Regions from separate parts of the Zea mays genome. Here region 2 is linked to region 1. A link is a contact called in public Hi-C data. All regions are on one chromosome and are shown on one strand. The core of a region is the stretch at or near the end of the contact, and the rest is flanking DNA. Distances in the headings are between cores, read along the strand shown. Region 1 holds the start of LOC103634898 (protein ALWAYS EARLY 2). Region 2 holds the start of LOC100381885.

The links. Hi-C and Micro-C count contacts between places; a contact is called where the count stands out from the background.
Region 2: a contact with region 1 is called in a Hi-C map of tassel, with 4 times the contacts expected there. The contact joins the promoter of LOC100381885 here to the promoter of LOC103634898 in region 1. A contact is called at or near these places in 4 of 25 Hi-C or Micro-C datasets (ear, leaf and tassel).

The regions. Positions count from the first base shown.
Region 1 is chr8:20,700,346-20,707,644 of Zm-B73-REFERENCE-NAM-5.0, reverse strand. It overlaps LOC103634898 (protein ALWAYS EARLY 2), which reads left to right and starts at 3,038. Exons shown (of 16, transcript XM_008657475.4): 1 at 3,038-3,331; 2 at 3,790-3,932; 3 at 4,095-4,190; 4 at 4,292-4,354; 5 at 4,512-4,589; 6 at 5,329-5,494; 7 at 5,663-6,097; 8 at 6,637-6,720; 9 at 6,824-6,969. The coding sequence starts at 3,825.
Region 2 is chr8:20,828,602-20,835,900 of Zm-B73-REFERENCE-NAM-5.0, reverse strand. LOC100381885 reads left to right here and starts at 2,850. Exons shown (of 3, transcript NM_001174667.1): 1 at 2,850-2,907; 2 at 3,057-3,934; 3 at 4,021-4,531. The coding sequence starts at 3,066. The coding sequence ends at 4,315.

The DNA.
Region 1 (7,299 bases), core at 1,789-4,288:
GGGCCCGTCAGGCACACCCTTGAGGAGTGCGTCATGCTTCGGCGCCACTTCCACAGGGCCGGGCCACCCGCGGAGGGTGGCAAGGCCCGTGACGATGACAAGAAGGAAGATCACCAGGCAGGAGAGTTCCCCGAGGTCCGTGACTGCTTCATGATCTATGGTGGGCAAGCGGCGAACGCCTCGGCTCGGCACCGCAAGCAAGAGCGCCGGGAGGTCTGCTCGGTGAAGGTGGCGGCGCCAGTCTATCTAGACTGGTCCGACAAGCCCATCACCTTCGACCGAGACGATCACCCCGACCATGTGCCGAGCCCGGGGAAATACCCGCTCGTCGTCGACCCCATCATCGGCGACGTCAGGCTCACCAAGGTCCTCATGGACGGAGGCAGCAGCCTCAACATCATCTACGCCGAGACCCTCAGGCTCCTGCGTGTCGATCTGTCCTCTGTCCGGGCAGGCGCTGCACCCTTCCATGGGATCATTCTCGGGAAGCGTGTCCAACCCCTCGGACAGCTCGACCTTCCCGTCTGCTTCGGAACACCCTCCAACTTCCGAAGGGAGACCCTGACGTTCGAGGTGGTTGGGTTTCGAGGAACCTACCACGCGGTACTGGGGAGGCCATGCTACGCGAAGTTCATGGCCGTCCCCAACTACACCTACCAGAAGCTCAAGATGCCGGGCCCCAACGGGGTCATCACCGTCGGCCCCATGTACAAACATGCGTTCGAATGCGACGTGGAGTGCGTGGAGTACGCCGAGGCCCTTGCCGAGTCCGAGGCCCTCATCGCCGACCTGGAGAGCCTCTCTAAGGAGGTGCCAGACGTGAAGCGTCATGCCGACAACTTTGAGCCAGCGGAGATGGTTAAGTCCGTCCCCCTCGACCCCAGCGGCGACACCTCCAAGCAGATCCGGATCAGCTCCGGGCTCGATCCCAAATAGGAAGCAGTGCTCGTCGACTTTCTCCGCGCGAACGCCGACGTCTTCGCGTGGAGTCCCTCGGACATGCCTGGCATACCGAGGGATGTCGCCGAGCACTCGCTGGACATCCGAGCCGGAGCCCGACCCGTCAAGCAGCCACTGCGCCGATTCGACGAGGAGAAGCGCAGAGCCATAGGCGAGGAGATCCACAAGCTAATGGCGGCAGGGTTCATCAAAGAGGTATTCCATCCCGAATGACTTGCCAACCCTGTGCTTGTGAGAAAGAAAGGGGGGAAATGGCGGATGTGTGTAGACTACACTGGTCTCAACAAAGCATGCCCGAAGGTTCCCTACCCTCTGCCTCGCATCGACCAAATCGTGGATTCCACTGCTGGGTGCGAAACCCTGTCTTTCCTCGATGCCTACTCAGGGTATCATCAAATCAGGATGAAAGAGTCCGACCAGCTCGCGACTTCTTTCATCACACCCTTCGGCATGTACTGCTATGTCACCATGCCGTTCGGCTTGAGGAATGCGGGCGCGACGTACCAGCGGTGCATGAACCATGTGTTCGGCGAACACATTGGCCGCACGGTTGAGGCCTATGTCGATGACATCGTAGTCAAGACGAGGAAAGCCTCTGACCTCCTTTCCGACCTTGAAGCGACATTCTGATGTCTCAAGGCGAAAGGCGTCAAGCTCAATCCCGAAAAGTGTGTTTTCGGAGTACCCCGAGGCATGCTCTTGGGGTTCATCGTCTCCGAGCGGGGCATCGAAGCCAACCCGGAGAAGATCGCAGCTATCACCAGCATGGGGCCCATCAAGGACTTGAAAGGCGTACAGAGGGTCATGGGATGCCTCGCGGCTCTGAGCCGCTTCATCTCACGCCTCGGCGAAAGAGGTCTACCTCTGTACCGCCTCTTAAGGAAGGCCGAGTGCTTCACTTGGACCCCTGAGGTCGAGGAAGCCCTCGGGAACCTGAAGGCGCTCCTCACAAAGGCGCCTATCTTGGTGCCCCCAGCTGCCGGAGAAGCCCTCCTGGTCTACGTCGCCGCGACCACTCAGGTGGTTAGCGCCGCGATTGTGGTTGAGAGGCAAGAAGAGGGGCATGCGTTGCCCGTTCAAAGGCTAGTCTACTTCGTCAGCGAGGTACTGTCCGAAACCAAGATCCACTACCCACAAGTTCAGAAGCTACTGTACGCGGTGATCCTGACGCGGCGGAAGCTGCGACACTACTTCAAGTCTCATCCGGTAACTGTGGTGTCATCCTTCCCCCTGGGGGAGATCATCCAGTGCCGAGAGGCCTCGGGTAGGATTGCAAAGTGGGCGGTAACAAAATGTTCCATAGCGCTCCAAAATATTCACATACAATATTTTCAGCCATGCAACAAAGGCCAGCCGATTGCCTTCCATATCATACATGCGCGCGGTAATAAATCACGGATCTAGCAATTCCGCTTGGGAAACGCCCTGTTTTTTTAATGGAGTGAGTAACTTACGGGTCTTTTACAGTATTTTGTTTAAATCACCATTAGCGAGGGACCTAGAGTGTGTCTCTATTCTAAATTACTACTCCTTCAGTCCCCGCGATATAAGACGTAACCACTTTTTTGTTCTTATTCTATAATATAAATATACACGCATCGATGCAGTGCTATAGAGACAATTAAGTACATATTTTAGTCTTTAAACTAGAGGTGGTCACAACTTATATACTGGAACAGAGAAAGCAAAATATAGCATGCTTTAGACTCTGTAAAATCTCATAAAAACATGTTAACATTCATATTATCAAATAAATTCATCCGAGGCTTATGTTACAGTGAGTTTAATGAAAATAATTTTATCCTAAAATTTCACGAAGGCTATTGTTTGCTTCTGCTACTAGAAACGAACAGTTCAAAGGCAGCTAGCCACGCGCCACGCGTGCTTTCTCGACCGCCACAGACCCACCCACCGGCCCAAGACCCACGCGACAGTCCAAGGCCCACGCTGCGCCGCGCCCGTCTCCCCAGCTTGCACTTCGCCCGACCCTAATTTTCAAACGCGGGAATTCGCGTGTGCCCCACCTGTAAGCGCCCCACCCACCGGCCCAAGCTCCCACACGTCCCCCCCTCTTCCGGTCTTCCCCTTCCCTTTTCTCTCTACTTGTATGTATCCCCCCCGCCCGCCAAGCCGCGGCCGCAGCGCAGCAGAAACGCAAACCGGCCACCCCACCCCCACTCGCCGCCCCATCTTCGCTCCGATCCATCCACGCCGCCGCGACCGGCCCCAGAGCAGCACCTTCTCGCCGCCGATACCCAAGCCTCTGCCCGCGTGGTTGCGCCTCCGCGGCGGCGCCGGCGCCGTCTGGGAGCGCGGCTCGGGCGTTCGAAAGGCGCCCTCGCGCGCGCTGTTTCGTCTAGATCCGATCCAGGTGAGCTCCTGTGCGGGTCTTAGCTCTGGGATTCCTCGATGTGAGGGGTCTCCGCCGGTGTGGTTCGGGTGTGAGGTCGATTTGTGCTCGTGGTTTTCTGCGTGGTTTTGCGGGGTGCGGAATTTGCGGGTTTTGCGTTGTTTCTGTGACGGGGGAGGGAGGGAGGCCGGGTTCGTCGGAGCCCTCGGTGCTGTGGCTGCGAGTAATCGAGTCAAGCGCGGCTGCTGGGTGCTGGCGGCAGAAGCATCTTCGCTGCTCGCGAGGCCACATTGGCCTGGATCGCAGGCTCGCAGCTACAAGCGAAGCGCTCCTCCGGAGTCGGCCTTGCCCACGCGCCAGCACCGTGTGCCCGTTTCGATCTCCTCCTTCTCCCGCCGAACCCCGAAGCCGCCGCGACGCTCGTCCCTCCAGCAGCGGGTTTAGCACTGCTTTTCACGCACTTTGTTTGTTGCTCGCAGCAATATTTGTTGAGCCGAAGGCAAGGACAGTTTTGATGGGCCCATCAAAGGGTTCTCGAACTATTAACAAGATCATAGTAAAAGGATCTGAATATCAACAGCAGCATGATGATCCATCTAGTTCAAGCAAAGCTAAACAGAAAGTACGTATAATTATTTCTCTTGGAAGCTGTACAGAGATTTATGATAGATGGGCTGTAGATAGCGACCAGTGATCGTGACATCATATCATCTAAACTAGCATTCTATTCTGCACTGATGTAGTATTCAGTTCTCTCATTCATCAAAATAATTTGATTTTGCAGAGGAGGAAACTCTCAGACTTTGATCCCAAATGGAGCAAGGATGAACTTACAAATTTTTATGAAGCCTACCGTCAATATGGGATGGACTGGAGAAAGGTTCGAACTGTCTGTTTCCCTTTGATCTGCTCCATCATCTGTAAATATCATTCGAGGTGTCATGGCTGTGTGAATTTTGATCGGCGAATTTGGTTATGCAGATCAGCATAGCGATAGGCACTAAGTCATCGGACATGGTGCAGTCTCTTTTCACTTTACATCGGGTGAGTCTGAATTTCGCAGAAATAGTACTTATTTGGATGTTCATGTTTTAATGCATATCTTCGTGCCAAATAAACACATCTAAGCTACAGTTCAGCTTGAATGCCATGTTGCACTCTATGATCCTTGTTGATTGACATGTTTCATTCCTTTTGGTAGACTTTCTTATCTCTTCCAGAACATCAAGCCACTGCCATGGGATTTATTGCGCTGGTGACTGGTCATCACAATGCTTCGGTTAGCTTTTCATCCGTTACTTGTTCGAATTACTGTTTTTTATATGTAGAACGACTCTCAAATCTCATTTTCTTTCATTTTTTATTTGATCAAGTGAACATTTGTCCCATATGAAGCTAACATGCTAAGCTTGTTATAATGAAGATCAGCACACCTGATCATTATTGTTACAAAATATGCTATGATAATTTCATTAAATAAGAATAGCTATATAGCCCCTTTCTTTAATAATTTAATGTATGATTTGGCTTGGCGCAGTCTCCAAAGCTAACTTTTTTTTACCATTCTCTTGTTATGAAATATTTTTCACAACAATAAAATCATGACCATTGTAAATTACTTTCAAATATAAATGCAATGCAATGGTGCACCATTTTTCATAACACTATCTATATAACATTAGAGTAATCATCAGTCAAATGTCACCAACTCATAGTGGTGATGGTGTTTCTAACATCAAAAGACGTCCAACCTAGAGCCACTTGGGTCATTTTGCCATACTTGGCACTTCTTAGGCTTAGAAGCACAATTCATACAAACGGGTGAATCATAAAACATGATGAGATGGAAATGCAATGTGGGATAGACAAGACAAAACAAGTGAATTGTAAAAGTTATAGAACTTGACACAGTTTTAACCTAGTTTCTTATTTTTTACCAGCATACCTACAAAACATGGTTTTATCTGAATTAAATTGACATTTTTTCGTTGACTGACTTGTGATGCTTGAAATGTCAGGAGAAAACCACGACTCATAGAGGATATGATCACGTAGTCAGAGCATCTGGAAAGGCAAGGAAACATGGTGAAAAACCGAAATCAATTGATGGACCTGACCTGCCCAACTGTCAAGAAGCGAAAATTTCTGGATTTTCAGATTTATTCCAGAGTCGATACTATGGCGGTGAGTATTATAACAAAAACATGTCATCTTCTGTTTCCCTTAATAACATTTCAGTCTTTCTCATAAGGATTGCCAACTAAGGAGGAAACTGTTAACAGAAAGTTTGAGAAGTACCATTTTATTGGATAATTTGTCGCCTAAGAATTTACATTTTTTTAGTTTCTTCAGAATTGGTCAGGTACATCCGAAATCATGCTGTTCGGAGGCGTACTCCTCGTATACCAGCTATAGTTTCTGCAGACAGGAGTACCATTGATGAGGCCACACCAGGAATTGAAAATGTCATCAGTTCTACCAAGAGAAAATATGAAGCAGCCAATAACGACTCTGCTATTGTCCCAACAAATAAGTACTCTCCTGACAGAGTTTCTGGCTTCGCTGAAGCACACAAGGCTGGTCAAGATCATTGTTTGTTGGAGACCATAGGAACTGGGCATGTAGCGACATGTCAACAACATTCAAAGAAAACAAGAATTCAGCAAACTATGGAGGAAGGTCAGACTGGTGTAGTTGATCATGAGACAACGATGGCATCTAAAGAAGGGAATAAGCCAGTTGATTTATTAAACAACAATCAGTTATTTATCGACAATATTTCTGAAGGTACTTTTAGCAATTGGTTTATTCTTTTCTTTTCACTTTTATTGGCAAAATGTCAACATACTCATTATTTATCCAGACATCATTTTGTGCCTCGCTTCCAATTCTGTTTTCTGTATATGAAATACTTCATTCTCGTGCACTAGATTTCCATTGTACATACTAGATTTCCAGACCATGTTTTGAAAGGTTGGGCCTGAGCACACACCCCATCAACCCGTTAGCCTCCAGCCCACTACTTTGGAAAAATAAAATACAGATCTAGCACACAGATGAACTAGTTTTACAAAAATGCAACCAGAGAAAACCCCTGACCCCATGTACAATATGTGATTGAGCATTCATTATGTTTACTTCCTCAACCACATAATTGCTGTTTGGTGCATATTCCTTGTCATAGGATTTCACTCATATTATTGTTGAAAGGCATCCTTGTTAGTAATTCTTGGTACTGCTAAGGTTAATAAGCATTGTAATGTTTTACTAGTTACTACTGTTTTAGATGAAAATATTTGACTGCTTGTGTTCTGTTATGGTTGCAGATGATATGTTGGTCTTGGATGTATTGTGTAGCCTGATGAATGCACCCTCTAAAATGCCAAAACTAGAGATTAATATTCCTTCAGGTCAGCTTTTGTCAATGCTTTGCTCGTAGTTCATTTTTTTTCCACATCATATGTTAGCCATGTTGATAATTTCTTATGTATCTCTTCTCATGTACTGATCCAGGTTCGGTTGGAAAAACTGACTCTACGCTATCTCAGAGAAGGGAGGAAGGCCACCCTACCATTGATTTATCTAAACAAGGGAAGCCAGTTGGTAAATCCAGTGCTTCCAAGACTAGGAAGAAAAAATATAAGATATTAGACGCAGAGGTTAGTTTTTTAAACATAAATAATAAACTGAACCTTTGTTTTATGTATTACCTCTGTCGCAAAAATGATGCAATTCTAGGTTGGTCAGTCAAACTAACTAAAGTTTGACGGAGCTATGGAAAACGGCACTAACATTTAAGACTCCATATAGGTATATTATAAAAATATATTCATTACAAATTCTATTGATACTTCTTCTTCTTTGGTATTATAAGCATTAGAAACATTTTATATAAATGTAGTCAAACTTAAGATATTTTGGCTGAGCACTACTCTAGAATTGCATCCTTTTGGGACGGAGGAGTACTCCCATATAAATTTATGTTCTCT
Region 2 (7,299 bases), core at 1,601-4,100, 130 kb before region 1:
ATGAGAGAAAGAAGAAAGTCAACCAAGCAACAAGAGCAACAAAGAACACAAGATGATCTTCTCACAAGTCCTAAAATACTAGAGTTGAATTGTGGACTTTGATTGGATCGGAGGCTTTGATTTGTGTCTTGGAGTGTTGTATTTTGATCTTGTATTGAATGAGGAGTAGTGAATGCTTGGATGGTTGGAGTGGAGGTGGTTGGGGGTATTTATAGCCCCAACCACCAATTCAACCATTGGGGAAGGCTGTTGTCGATGGGCACACCGGACACTGTCCGGTGTGCCAGCCACGTCACCCAACCGTTAGGGTTCTGACAGTTTTGACCGTTGGAGCTTTGACTTCTTGGGGCACCGAACAGGCACTGTTCACTGTCCGGTGCGCCTTCTGGCGGCTGCTCTAACTCTGTGCGAACTATCCGCGCACTGTAGCATTTTTGCAGGTGTCCATTGCAGTCGACCGTTGCGCTGGAGTCGTTGCTCCGCTGGTGCACCGGACAGTCTGGTGGCACACCGGACAGTCCGATGAATTATAGCGGAGCGGCTCTCCAGAAACTCGAAGGTGGCAAGTTTGAAGTCGTACGGCCCTGGGCACCGGACACTGTCCAGTGCGCCAGACCAGAGTTCTCTTCAGTTTCTTTTGCTCCTTTCTTTTGAACCCTAACTTTGATTTTTTATTGGTCTGTGTTGAACCTTTAGCACTTGTAGAATATATAATCTAGAGCAAACTAGTTAGTCCAATATTTGTGTTAGGCATTCAACCACCAAAATCATTTATAGGAAAAGGTTAAACCCTATTTCCCTTTCAGGTAGCAGTGGTAATGGTCGTGGAAGAGGCAAAAGCAACCCCCAGAACGGCAATGCAAGTGCCTCAAATCATGCTGACGAAAGTTGTTTCAGGTGCGGGTCCCAGCAGCACTGGTCTCGTACATGCAACATTGAGAAACACCTAATTGAAATATATCAAGAATGGAAGAAACACCATAACCCATAGGCTCATTTTATCCAGGCGCTTGTAGATGCCACGACTGGGGAGCACATCGAGTTGTCTCAGCCTGCTGCACAGTCTGAGCATGCTGCCATGAATGTTGATGCCTCGTTAGGCAAAGAAGACTTCGACTTCGATAATGATGTTCTCATGTAGATTGTCACGTTATCAGTCATTAGCTCCACGTTTATTTTCTTGGTGACTATTTTTTGGAAGAACATTTATTTGGTTATGATGTAATAAATGCCCCTGTTGAGCACGCGTTATTTGGTTGATTAAGATCAACTGCTTTGCATTTTTATTTATTTCTCACATATGGTTTAATTATTTTTTATTTTGTTACATGTTATCGATATTATGTTTATATAGAATAAGACCTTCACTTCCCACGATGGAGGAAAATGATGAACCATGCCTGATCGATAGCGCTGACACAAATTCAATGCTAAGAGAGACGAAATATTTTCAGACACTCATGAAGAGGAATGAGAATATCACTGCAATTGCTGGCAATAATGGTCGCATTGTAGGCTCCGGTCGAGCAATTGTTGTCCTCCCTAACGATACTAGGATCTTCATTGAAGAAGCGTTCCTATATCCGGGAGCAACTTGTACTCTCCTCACGTTCAAAGATATCCATTGTAGCAGCTATCATGTTACAACTGCGTGTGAAGGTGGTGTTGAATACCTCCATATCACAACACCGTATGAATGTGAGACAAAAGTGGTAAAAAGAGCACAAGGCACCTCCTCTGGGTTGTATTACTCTAGAATTAAACCACCCCTAAATTTGTTGAGATGTTTACTATATTTAAAAATCATGAGTCTTTTCGAATATGACATGAAAAATTAGGACACCCTAGATTAAGGATGATGCGAAACATCATAACTAGCTCTTCTGACCATGACATGAAAGCCACACAAAATTCCTAAAGATTTTCTATGTGTTTCTTGTGCTAAAGGAAAATTGATAACTAAGCCCTCTTACCTGAAAGTAAAGACTGAGTCCCTGAGTTTCCTGTAGAGACTTCAGGGTTACATATGTGGTTCAACTCCCTGTTGGGGCCCTTCAGATATTTTATAGTCCTTATAGATGTTTCTACTAGGTGGAGCCACGTGTGCTTGTTGTCCACGCGAAACCACGTATTTGAGAAAATTATTGCCTAGATTATCCATTTGTGTGCGAACTTACCGGAGAGCCGTATACAGTCAATCATGATGGATAATGCTGGAGAGTTTACCTCAAAAGGCATTTAATGACTATTATCTTGACCTGGGCATAAAAGTAGAGCATTATGTACCATATGTCTATACACAAAATGGACTCGCTGATTCTTTAATTAAAAGAATAAAATTTATAGTCAGGCCAGTTATACAAGATAATTCATCAAGAAATTAATGTCCCAATCTTTTTTCCCCTGAAAACACATAGGCGCGGTTAAACCAAGAGAGTTCTGGGTGCGGAAAGCCAGCCTGGACCACTATGTAGGGTTGTTCGTTTCCAGCCCCAAAAGGCCCAAGTCTCGAGCCCAAAGCCCGAAATGGCCCAAGGTGGCGCCGGCGCTGGCAGTCCTCCCCCGGTCGGTGGCAAACACGGAAGCACTCTACGGCTACACCTTCACCCGTGCCATCAACCAACCTGGACGCGGGCGGCGGCGACCCTGGACTTGGCCCGGGCCAGCCGGCCAGGATGAGAAGGATGGTTTCCGTTTCGTGGCTTCCCCGGCCTCGTCGCGCCGTAATGATTCGCTGCGACACCGACACGACGCGAGTTAACTAAAAATAGCTAGCGTGACCTCACACCCACGGGTGGCACCGACCGCCAAAACGGCGGTGCCGTCCTTAGCTGCAGCGGCTGCGCGCAGCCCCGGTCCCTCGGTCGTCGCAAGGCGCCGGCAGCCCCGTCCCCTCCTGTTCTTCAGGCGAGCAAAGGATTACCGCTCGCTGATGATCCTTCGATTTGTTTCTTTCCCCTAACTGATGACGACGACGGCGGTTTAAAACTTCAGGAGATTGATTAACGCATACGGATGATTGATTATCTGAAACATGCCTGCCATGGCTGCTGCAGGACGTGTTCATGGAGCCCCAGCCCGGGTCGCCGACGTCGTCGCCCTTCTCTCCGATGGGAGCGCCGGACGAGCCAGAGGAGGAGGCCACCGAACTCGATCCGGGCAGGAAGTCGACCTCCAGCTCGTCCTCCTCCTCGTCGTCGTCCGCGTCGTCGGCTGATGATATCCCGTGCCACATCGACGTCGTCGACGTCGAGCTCGTCAACCCGTTGGCGGCGGTGCTGCCCGAGCACGGACACGGAGCGGAGGCCAAAACGGTCCGATCGGCGACGCCGGAGGAGGAACGAGCCGGAGCCGCCCACGTGCACGGCGAGCCGGCTGACTGCGCGGTGACGAAGGACGTACAGCAGGCCGGTCCCGCCGTGCACAGCGCGGAGGCCAAGCCGGACGACTGGGCGACGTGGCCGGAGCCACCGCCTCCGGCCGTCGACGACTCGTTCGCGTCGTCGGACGGCGGGGCCTCGCTGGCGGAGGCGCCGGTCTGGCCGGCCAACCTCGGAGCGGCGGGGGCGGGGTCCGGCGGGTTCGACCCCGGGAGGATCCCGGCGTCCGTGTTCCAGCACAGGACGTCGGTGTCGCAAGCCGAGTGGAGCATGGCGTCCAACGAGTCGCTCTTCAGCATCCATGGCGCCGGCGACCTGTACCCCGGCAGCAGCAGGTCGCACTTCGACTTCTTCTACGACGAGGCCATGGCGGAGGCGGACTCCAAGCTTCCGTCCCTGGCGGAGGGCGCGGAGCCGGTGGACGCGGCCGAGCCCAAGGAGTTCGCGGCGCCGGGCAACGACGCCACGAGAGCCGCCGCCGCCGCCGCCGCGTTCCGGCGGCACGAGAGCGGCTCCGGAAGCAGCTCCAGCAACTTCTCCTTCGCGTTCCCAATGTAGGTTACGTACGGTGATGCCCGCCCGCTGTTGGTCTCGTCCTGTCAACAATGACCGTGCAAAGCAATCAACCACCTGCGTGCAGACTGGCGGAGACGTCGCCGAGGAAGAAAGACCTCGTCAGCAGCGCGCTGTACCAGCCGCTGGAGAAGGAGGGCCAGCAGCCGCCGCCGCAGGAAGAGCAGCCGCAGCTGGAGCCCCCCGTGTCGGCCTTCATGGAGATGACGACGGAGGAGGAGCGGCGGAGGGGCGACGCCGGGTGCTGCTGCTGCGGCTGCTGCTGGTTCGATTACTCCTGGTGCTGCCGGTGCCCGTGGTGGCGATGCGGCTGCTGCATCTGCTCCTGCCCCAGCTTCTGCCGGTGCGGCTGGTGCACATGAGAGATCCAGCAGTTGGCGGGAGATCACTTGTTGCCCGGAACTTCATTTGGTCTCACGAGAACGAGATCCGCGTCGCGCGCACCTCCTGCTTGTGTTTTCGGAGGATTATTCGGCAGACAGGGTTTGGCGTTGGCATGTGCACGTCAGCTGACAAAGAGCATACTGTACAGTGTACAATCTCGAGAAGGAATGCAAGTTCAAACGCATGGTTTTGCTAGCTTGGTATAATGCTAACCTCACATGAATCTTAATGGTTGATTAATCTCCTTGGTATTCTATGTGTACTCGAGCAAAGCACACTGTTACAACTAGGAGGTAACAACACGATGCAGGTATAATTTTCAACAAGTAAACTATGTAAACCAATGGTGGAGAAACAGTATATGTCAGCAAACAAAGCCATGCACTTTTAAGGCCCAACTTGACGAGATTTTGACCTGCGTGGAATCAGATCATCGCAGGCAAGATTAATCAGCAAGACATCTGGAGTTAAACAGAGTATAATGGATGGCTTCTTCACCAAGAACATGAGTACATGACAATGATGCATCAAACAGCAAATCCTGAATTCCCCCCGTTTCTTCAAAGTGCGTATTACACTACTAAACAAGCTAGAGAGAGGGGGTATTATATACAGGCATCATCAGCACAAACAATCAGAAGCTACATGAAAAGGATGACAAAACATTAGACTATCTAATAGCATAGCAAAAGAACAGTCAATCTACGCAGCCAACCAGGTGTCATGTTCCAAGCACTACAGTAAAACAGTACAAATCCGACGGCTCGCTTATGTCCGACGGCCGCCTAGGAAACCGTCGGACATAAGCTTATATCTGACGGCTACTGGCGGCCGTCGGACATAATGCGGGACATCCGAGGGCTGGCAGACAGGCCATCGGACATAAGCTTATGTCCGACGGTCTCCTAGGTGGCCGTCGGACATAAGCGAATTTAACCGACGGCCCGCGCCCGCGTCGGTTCATTCTGTCTTCTCTCTCGCTCGCTCGCGTATGCATAGCCGCTGCCGCCGTCCGGCACCGCCGCCCAAGCCACTAATGATTTTTCTGTAGTGATATTATATTAGTGTGGTTCATTAGTAATCATAACTAATTAAGTGAATGTCTCGTATCTAGTATGGAGGAGGATCGTCGATGGATGTATGAAGGTTGGAAGAAAAGAGGTGCTCTATCAAGTGAGTGGGTTGCCAAGACTGACGCTTTTCTCGACCGTGCTTTTGCTCGGTCAGAGACTGGAACCGATGTTAGGTGCCCTTGTAGCAAGTGTCGGAACGTTTATTTCCTTGACAAAAGGACTATGTCCGTAGATATTTGCAAAAACGGTTATATGTCAGTCTAAGAGGTGTGGGTGCACCACGGTGAGGACCCACCTCCTCGTATTGTATCGGAATTTCAGTCACATGAAGAGGGGGACTAAGATAAGATGGAAGAGATGCTTGACGATGTACGCCATGAGATTCTAACCGTCAATTCGGAGAACCCCGGTCAACCCACCGATTATGAGGATCCAGCTACACCTGAGGTTCAGAAGTTCTTCGAGCTCCTTAAAGCTGCCGAAGAGTCGTTGCATGAGCACACGAAAGTGATCGTCCTTGTATTTATGACTCGACTTATGGCTATTAAGTCTAAGTTTGCATTCTCAAACAACTGCTACAAGGAGCTTTTGAACTTGATCAGTGATGTACTTCCGGAGAATCACAAGATGCCAAAGGACATGTATCAGACCAAAAAGTTGCTCTCTGGGCTCGGTATGGACTACAAAAAAATCGATGTCTGTGACAATAACTGTATGCTTTTTTGGAAGGAGACCGCGAGTGAGAAGAAGTATACTGTATGTGGTGAGCGTAGATTCGTTGAGGTTAAAAACGACGATGGTTTGACCGTGACGACGAAGATTGCACATAAGCAGCTTCGTTACATGCCTCTTATACCTCGGTTGAAGCGTTTGTTCATCTCCAAGAATACAGCCAGACAGATGAGGTGGCACAAAGAAGGGGTACGTGAGAATCCAAATGTCATGGTGCACCTAGCTGATACAGATGCATGGAAGGCACTAGATGCTTTTGATTCCAGCTTTGCTGATGAAGTGCGGAATGTCCGCTTCGGTTTAGCAACAGATGGTTTCTCGCCTTTCAATCTAACTGCAACGTCCTACTCATGTTGGCCCATCTTGTAACACCCACTTTGTAAGAGAATCGAAAAGGAAAAAATTATATCCGTTTTGTATGCATGAGTGTGACATTTCTATCTATCATTTCATGTGGACACCTCACTTATACAAAAGAATAAGTAATAAAAGGCACTCAAACAACTTATGCATCATGCTGGTATTTTATTTTGTGCATCTTGTGACAATATAAAAAATAATAATATGACAGTAAATATATTAAAGTCCAAAAGGGAGTTTAGAATCTAAAGGGAATTCTAGAAATTTAGAATAGAAAAGAAATACCACATGAAACATGGGGAAAACATATACATAAATATATTCTATTCATCCCCATATGTAACTTGGCACATTTGATATAAGTACAAACCCATAACTGACGTTCAAATTTGAATTTGAAATCTAAAAGGAGAAATGAAGATCTAATTTTGAAAAAAAGAAAAGAGAAAAGAGTAAAGAACAGAAAAGGAAAAGAAATGGCACTGGGCTCAATCCTCTATCGCGGCCCATTTAACACTCTTCACTCCCGTGGCCCAACCCTGGGGGAGTTGGCGCCGACACCTGGGCCCCGCCCGTCAGCCAGTGACGTGATCCGCTCAGTGCAGCCGCTAGCATGCGGAGCCCACCGCTCAGCCGCACTCCACCGCACCGTACGTTCTCTGCGGTCGCTGTCACGTGGGGTCCACCGGTCAGCTTATCCTCCCCTATCCTCGTCAACGGCCGACGCAGCTACCGCCGGAGATCGCGCGATCCGCGCGGACTCTCCCTTCGTTTTCCCCCATCAGCGGTTATAAGGA